Regions from separate parts of the Drosophila melanogaster genome. Here region 1 is linked to region 2. Evidence: chromatin contacts called from public targeted proximity ligation data. All regions are on one chromosome and are shown on one strand. The core of a region is the stretch at or near the end of the contact, and the rest is flanking DNA. Distances in the headings are between cores, read along the strand shown. Region 1 holds the start of trio (trio,). Region 2 holds the start of CG13907.

Region 1 (3,758 bases), core at 816-3,315, 150 kb before region 2:
ACATTACGATACGATTGAGTATCGGAGAACGTACATATATGAGTATCTCTTTATTTGGTTTAAACCCCTTTTAGGCATTTAGGCATACTTTCGGCAACGTTTGGTTTGGCAAGCACACAATTGATTAATCGGACAAGAGTTAATTACGATGATAATGATAAACATGACTATTTTTGCATACGCAAGAACATCTACCATAGCCATAGCCCGTATATAAGCACACACGATATATAAGTATCTATGTAATCCCAGTTCCCCCAATAGACTTTGATGTTCCCACACGTATCGAAACTTAACGAATTACTTTCGGAATAGGATGTAATATAAGCAGTGGCAAGAGTTAGCGGCTAAATCTCCTGGATATTGTGTATCTTTGTACGATCTGGATCAGCGTCCAAGTCCACGTCCAAAACTCAACATTTTCTATAAACTTTAGTGCAAACTTTATGTTCAAATTAACTTTAAATGTCGAAATGAATGTTCTAATTAATCGAAGAAAACAAAAAACATAAAAACTTAAAAACGGAAAACCGAAACGAACAAAAAGTATTTTATAAAAACATTGAAAAGTAACCCAACCTGAAAGTCTTCTCATTGCTTACCAAACCGTTGTCTTGAATCTTGATTCTTGATTTTGCATTGCGGTTTGGCTTAGTGTTTATTGGGCATATCTTAGTGGAAACTGGAAACTGGAGACTATCCTTGCAGCATGCATCTCTCAAAGCACAAGAGGCACGGCCTCTGCCACCGGCTGGTTGATCTCCTGGTGGCGTTGCAGTAATCCCAAGCACTGGTGCAGGCACTGGGTGCTGGCCGTGGAGATCGCCTTGAGCAAAAGAAGATCGGGATCCGTTGGCGAGAAGGAAGCGCAGTCGATGCTCTCGATGGCCCTGGCCAGAGAAGCGTTGCTGGAAGGGTTTGGGGATAGATTTATAGATTGCAGGAGGTAATGCGGCGTTAGCTACGAATCACTGTGCAGTTACCATTGTTCCGTGAGAAACAGAGCTTGGCGCGCTGAAACCATGGCATCGGAGGCGGCAAGCAATTCCCGCGGAGGAAGCGGCGACGAGTTGCTGATGTCCATCGCCTTCATGTGACTCTCGACCACCGCCCGCAGGCCATCCACCCACTCCTGACGGGCCCTGGCATCGTTGGCCCTCAGCTTTACCGTATCGCCGGAGGCGCAGGCGATGGCGAACGTCCTAGAGTCCTCGTCACTCGGGTACACCACTGCGCCGGCCAGCTGCACCTGGCCCCTGGGAGCACTGGCCAGGACGTGGGGCGAGGGCGCGATGTCGTCGCCCACCGTCGACGAGTCGCACAGGTAGTAGCTCAGCGATCCTGTCTTGGCGTCCACCGTAAACCAACGGTACTGCCATCCTGCAAAGTGGATGCTGCGATTAGGGAAGCGGTTCTAGCGGGGATTCTATGGGATGGAGAGCTTGAAGGTGCTGCTCCAAAGGTGAAAGTTTGCTCACCCTTCATCACATTGGTGTATTTGCTGAGCTGACCGCAGAGTTTCAGTTTGGCCGATTCACGAATGATCCTGTTCAAGTTGCTCTCCATTTTGGCGGCGGCGTCCTTGGGATCGGGGCGCACTGGGGGCGTGGCCTGCCGTGGGCGGTGCTTCTTCTTGCGCTGGCGAAGCGAGTTCTTGATTTTGCGTAAAATGTTTGCAGGTATATTAATTTGATTCGGGTTTATTTGGTAAAACTCGGCAGAAACGGAAGCTAATGAACAACAGACAGTGTTGTATCAGCGAGCTTATGCTAGCAGGCGAGCATCGATAGTAGTACAATCGATGCCTGTTATCGTAGATAGTTGGTATTTTTACATATTATTTAAAAAAAGTCAAAATATTTAATATTTAATCATAGGTATCATTTTGAGATAATCATGAGCGTAACTATGTAGACTTTTTTAAGAAAAACTCTACTCAATTGCGATGCCTTATGACTATCGATTATTAACACCTATCGAGGCACGCAATCGGTGTGCTCGATTAAAAAAGGCTGAAAATTCAGTTTGTAAGCCGTTTCGGCATCTGGTCACACTTGTCGTTTCGCAAAATCCAATTTGTTTAAACAAAACAGAGAGCGCCCGTTCGTAAAATCGCGGTTTCTTGAAAAATGAAAATTTTAGCTTAGCCCGCGTCAAGTCGCGAACTGCGTGCAACGGTAACTTGGGTGATTTTACCGGTGGGAAAGCGTGTGAAAAACAAAAGCAGCGCGAGTGAAAAAAATCAATTTGGTGGCACAAGCAGTGGCAAGAAGAAGAGCCAAGACGCAAGAGAACTGCTTGCGGATGATGTGATGATACAGATATACATAGCATATACATATGTATATACAGGCTATATATACGTCTGGAGTTTGTGTTCAAATTGAGGCAATTAAAACATAGCGGATTTTCGCCCGTTCGCAGTGGCGAATGTTGTGTTGAGTGTGTATATTTCCAAATAATGTTTCAACTTGTGTGCCTGCCTGCGCGAGTTCTATTTGATGTTTTTATGCTGCGTGTGATTTATGACATTTAACGGGAGTACATATGTATACATGTGTGCACATGCCACATACACATACGCATATGTATGCACCCCCATGCGAGTGTGTGTGTTTGCCCGTCTGTTTGTATCTCCCTCTCACTCCCACACGCACGAAAGTGCGAGGGTGACTGAAGAAAAAAACTCCACTCCTTGCATCTAAAAATAGGAAAACTACACAAATTGTGTGCAAATTATGTGTAGCATTTAGAAAACCAAGTGAAATACCCATTGCTAATCTGCATCTCTGCTTCCCCACTCATTTTCCACCCACACACACACACGCACACACGGGCAAACACACGAAAACCGCAACAACACAAACACAACAGCAAAAGAGTGACCATGAAAATGCCAGCGAGAAATTTGCGAAAATCAATGAGCAAAAGCAGCGGTTCATAATAATAACTAATAACAGAGCCAAAACAAGTGAAATTCGAGGCTGGAATTCGTTATGCTGCAGTGCCCATCGTCGGATTAAAAAACGGGCGGAGACCCCCCAGTTTAACCCCTCCAGTGATTAACCCCCGGCCGCTTTAACCACCCCTCCCCCTTCCCCTGCCGACGGCATGGACGGCCAGCGGGCCAGGGATCTCCTGACCCTCCTCCAGGAACGGGTCGTCTTCCTCACGGGCGGACGGGACCGGCGCGGCGGACCGCTCCTCTGCTTCCCGGCCACGCCCCGTCGCGATCGCCTCAAGCCGGAGGATCTGCGGCGTCTCCTCAGCTACCTGATCAGCATTCCCAGGTGAGGATGTAGTTGCTACTACCACATAGGAATAGCCATTTAGTTAGTTAGGTTCTATTGACATCCAATTGGATCTGGGCAAAGGTCGTCCATCTCAAAATTGTCTATGTTATAACTATATTTATGTTATCTATGTATTACGAAAGCACACGTAGAAGTATAAATATATTAAAATACAGCAAGATAAATAATTATGAACATATTGCCGAGAAAAAAAAGAGTGCAGCTAATTCTTAATCTATGCCTGCACTTTATTACGTTAAGTTATTGTTTGATAAGCACTAGCCATGATAATAATTTAAAATTGCAATAATATGATAACACTCAGCAAAGTAAAGAGGACCATTTTCATATTTTGTACATTTAAATATGTTGCTTTTCTAGATTTCATCACAAACTAATTGGCTTAATTCGTAGCATAGACATTTACATTTTTATAGACTTTTTGATTTACGAGCTATAAATAAA
Region 2 (4,078 bases), core at 1,063-3,562:
CGGCAAAACGGGTGCCGCATACAAAGCAACGCAACAAGTTGAACAAGCAAAAAACAGCAAGGTAAAACAGTCGAAGCATCAAACTGCGTCATTTTGAAAACACAATATTCTACAAGCTGTATTTTTGTATCCGTCGCCGTGTATCTGTATCTGTATCTGTACCTGAATCGGGGCAATGGCAATGGCAAGGAAAGCGTTGTCAGCGTAAAAAAAAAAAAACGCTTAGCAGCCAAACAAAGCGAGAAAAGCATTGACTACACAACACGGCGTATGCGCAATTTTCATTTTCATTAACAAAGAAGGCATGGGAATTAGCAAGAAAGGGGATGGTGGACATGAAGGGGTGCTCTTAGTGGGGTGCTGCGAAGAGGGTGGGGTGACAATAATTGAAGAGTCATCACTGGTTCATTCAACCTTTCAGCAACGAGGAAATAAAGAACTGAGGAAAGCTCTTGGCCAGCTGGAGAAAAATCTTTTTGTGTTCTTGTCTGTGCAAAGCTCTGTTCCCTCAGCAAAAGATGAATAGTTCAAGGATAGTTTATTCATTGCAAAAAGTGAACATCTGTGACAGTGGGAAAAACAATTTACGCTCATAAAGTGGAAAGAAAAATGTCCCTTTTATCAAACTTGTCACGTTTACTTGAAATATTTTAATTAAAACTCAGTATTAAGTTTAGTCCTATTGTGTTTGATATTACCTTAAGTAGTTTTTCTCAGTGCATTGCCCTATTTCACCCACATTTCACTCGCTTGCGTTTGGTTTTTTGGCACAGAATTCTGTTTTAAATGGGCCAGCTAATTTCCCAAAGACACCTGGTGCAAACGGCCACTAAGCAATCCATCCCGCTCATTTTGGCCCCTGAAACTTTGGATATCGAGTGTCACGGGCAACGTCCTAGTTTTCCAAACGTCCTGAGTGCATTGCATTTTGCGGCACATGCAATTTTAATAAGAGGAATTCTAAACGCACACATTGCGGTATAACAGTTTTGCTGCGATTACCGCTGTTTCGGATTAAATTTCAGTTAGGTTAAGTGTGATTTGTAGGCACACGCAGATTGCTAGCCAAGATTGGAGGCGTTGGCCATTTGAGGCCCCACGTAATGCGTTAATAACAGAGCAGCAAATCGAGTTAGCGAATCGGAACACAAAAAATAACATGAAAGAATCGTGGGAAGAGCCAAAGTGGCGCCCTCTGGCGTTGACCCACAATATCGGAGGGGTTTCATTTTCCTTCCATGTGAGCGTGTGTTTGACATGGAATTTTTATGAATGACATTGACCAACCACCCAAGAAGAAGAAGAACTGCTCACATCCCCCCGAAGGAAAGAGAGAGCCAAAGAGAACGAAAGAATTCTCTTACGACGCCTCACCGCAACAAATACGACGAAAAAGTGCTAACCAAGCCGAAAAACTGTTATAAACAACCAGAAGACAAAAAGCACATTTTTACGATTTTACGACCTGGCAACAGACGAAAAAGTTGATAAACAAAATAACTAGAAATATCTCAAAAGGCCTTCTTATCAGCTGCGTGTCGAATGCATTTTATTATTTAGGCGAGCCAACTGTAAAGATAATGCGCGGATTATACAATGGTCGGCGCCTAAAAGGCGGCAGACAAAAGTAACACTTTCGCCCGAACACGCACTTAGAATGACAGTAGAACTTCCCTAAATGAAACTTACAGTTTGGGAGTTGCACTGTTATTATTAAAAATAATTAAAAATATAAAATATAAATATAAAATATAAAATATAAATATCTACTCTATGGAAGTGATTTGCCTTGATATTTTGAAAAAGCATTTAGCAGTGCATTTGTTACACATTCGCTACAAGAGTAGGAAAAACATCCGTATGTTCAAAATCTTTAAAAGTGTCTTTAAGAAAATGTAATTTCCGTGTAAGATGTCCTGCAAAATTTTGCGTAGCTTCTGAAAAGTAAAAGTTAACCTTTAACCTAAATCGGCAGTAAAGAGCAACAGTTTCTGCGCTCTTTGGTTTAGGAACGTTGTGCAGTATAACAGTTTGAACAATTGCTGTGGCCATGTGGCAAAAGGCGGTTACCGGTTTTTCAGGCTTTACCTTTTCAAATTCAAATCAAAGAAAAGCAAAGATGATAAAAAGAAGGGAGAAAGACAAAAAGACAACCCTTGGGCAAACAAAGAGGGGTTGTTTGTCTTGGCTCTCCCTATCACTGCCACTCTCCCGCTCTCGCGGCTATTTGTTTTTGTTTCAATCAGCTGTTTTTTGGGGACGAGAGAGCGCGAGTGGAGCTTGCGCTCTGTGAGCTTGAACTTCAAATGCAACAAAACGGGCGACAGAGCGAAGGAGAGAGGGCGAGTGTTTTTACAGAAACTTAGAATTTGTCTTTGTATATCGTATAACAGTCGCTATTTGCTGCCGTTACGAGGAATTTTCATTTTCATTTCGCAGCGGACGGCGCAGCAGTTCAGAACAAAACTCGGGGAATTCAAAATCGGAATCGGAGATTGTTATTTTTCGCCAGATTCGCAAAAAGCAAATGAAAATGTCGCCCAAATGCAACTGCAGCTAAAAGTTATCGAGTAGTGTGTGTGTGCCGCCGAGTGTGTGCGTGGTGTGCGCTTTTTATCGATCACACTCCGCTCTTCTTCCTCCTCCTTTCCACCTCACCTCCCCACCCCATACCAACTCAGACACTCTGTCACGCTCTCCAATCGAATTTCAAAGCTGAAAATCGAAAAATTATACAATTGCATTCGCAAATTACGACGTACACACGTACGTACGTACGTACAGCACCCCCAAAAAAGCTGAGGAAATCACAGAAACGCAAAATCAAAGTCAAAGAAAAATCAAAGCAAAGAACCAGCGAAAATCGGGCAAATTTAAGGAAAACAAACATTTTCTAGTGACCTCAGCTGCAGCTGCAAGTGCAAGTTAAAAATACACAAACAAAGCGGAAATAAGCGAAAATAAAGCACAAAAACCGCAAGGAAAATAGTAACGGTTAAGTTGAAACCAGCACAAAATAAAGTCAAACTGTTCAACTGGAGCTAAAATATTAATAAACCAGGCCAAAGGCAGCACTCGTCTAATATTTGCTTAAATACAGGCAGCCCACGCCTTTTATCGCTAGTGAATTTATGAATTTATCAAACTAAACGAAAACAAAAACTCAATAACAATTGACACACACTCACACAAAAGCCAACTGCAGTGGGAGAGCAGCGAAGAGCGAGCTTGCAAAGAGCGAGAGTGAAGAGATAAACTTGGGCTCTCTCCTTCGCATTTGGCATTCACACGCGGGCAGCGACGCCAAGCGGACGTTCCTCCTCCTTCTTCGCCCTTCGCACTTCACACTTTCTAGCCCACTTTTTCAACTCCACCAAAACCGCGTGTGTGCCCGGGAACCCTAACCCTTCGTCCCGCCAACATGGTGGATACAAACAGTTCAAATCCGGGAATCGTGGGTGGAAACTCCGCCTCGTCCGCCAGGCTGAGGAGATTCGAGCGGACGGACAGTGAGCTGGCCTGCGAGGAGGCGGCCAGGCTGACGGCGGAACAGAGTCCGGAGGACGAGGACAATCAGGACAACGACGAGGATGACGACGACGAGGAGAGCGTGTACGGGGAACTGCCGCCTCCGCCGGACGGAGGATACGGCTGGGTCATCTGCTTCGCCAGCTTCATGTGCAACATGATCGTGGACGGTATCGCCTACACGTTCGGCATCTTCCTGGAGGAGTTCGTGGCCTACTTCCACGAGGGCAAGGGTACGGTGGCCTGGGTGGGCAGTCTTCTGTCAGGAGTCTACCTCAGCGCCGGACCTATCGTTTCCGCCCTGGCCAACAAGTACGGATGCCGAGCCGTCTGCATAGCCGGGAGCATAATCGCCTGCATAGCCTTCGTCTTGAGTACGTTCAGTACCAACGTGAGCATGCTGATGGCCACCTATGGCTTCATGGGGGGATTCGGGTTCGGCATGATTTATCTGCCTGCTGTAGTGGCCGTGGGCTATTACTTTGAAACCAAGCGGAGTCTGGCCACAGGAATTGCGGTCTGCGGCTCTGGCTTTGGCACCTTCGCCTTT

Evidence for each region.
Region 1: a targeted proximity ligation map of the S2 cell line shows a contact between it and region 2, with 4 times the contacts expected there. A contact is called at or near these places in 12 of 107 Hi-C or Micro-C datasets (the D17-c3 cell line, the Kc167 cell line, the OSC cell line and 4 more) and 3 of 7 datasets of targeted methods (the Kc167 cell line and the S2 cell line).

What each region holds. Positions count from the first base shown.
Region 1 is chr3L:1,033,182-1,036,939 of dm6, reverse strand. trio (trio,) reads left to right here and starts at 2,065. Exons shown (of 17, transcript NM_167847.2): 1 at 2,065-2,442; 2 at 2,875-3,290. The coding sequence starts at 3,112. It overlaps CG9205, which reads right to left and starts at 2,243. Exons shown (of 4, transcript NM_138231.2): 1 at 2,055-2,243; 2 at 1,479-1,730; 3 at 984-1,380; 4 at 642-908. The coding sequence starts at 1,566. The coding sequence ends at 719. It overlaps bab1 (bric a brac 1), which reads left to right. Exons shown (of 4, transcript NM_167852.2): 4 at 1-571.
Region 2 is chr3L:880,247-884,324 of dm6, reverse strand. It overlaps CG13907, which reads left to right and starts at 2,312. Exons shown (of 1, transcript NM_138225.3): 1 at 2,312-4,078. The coding sequence starts at 3,422. All of the region lies in intron 4 of Usp10 (Ubiquitin specific protease 10), which reads right to left.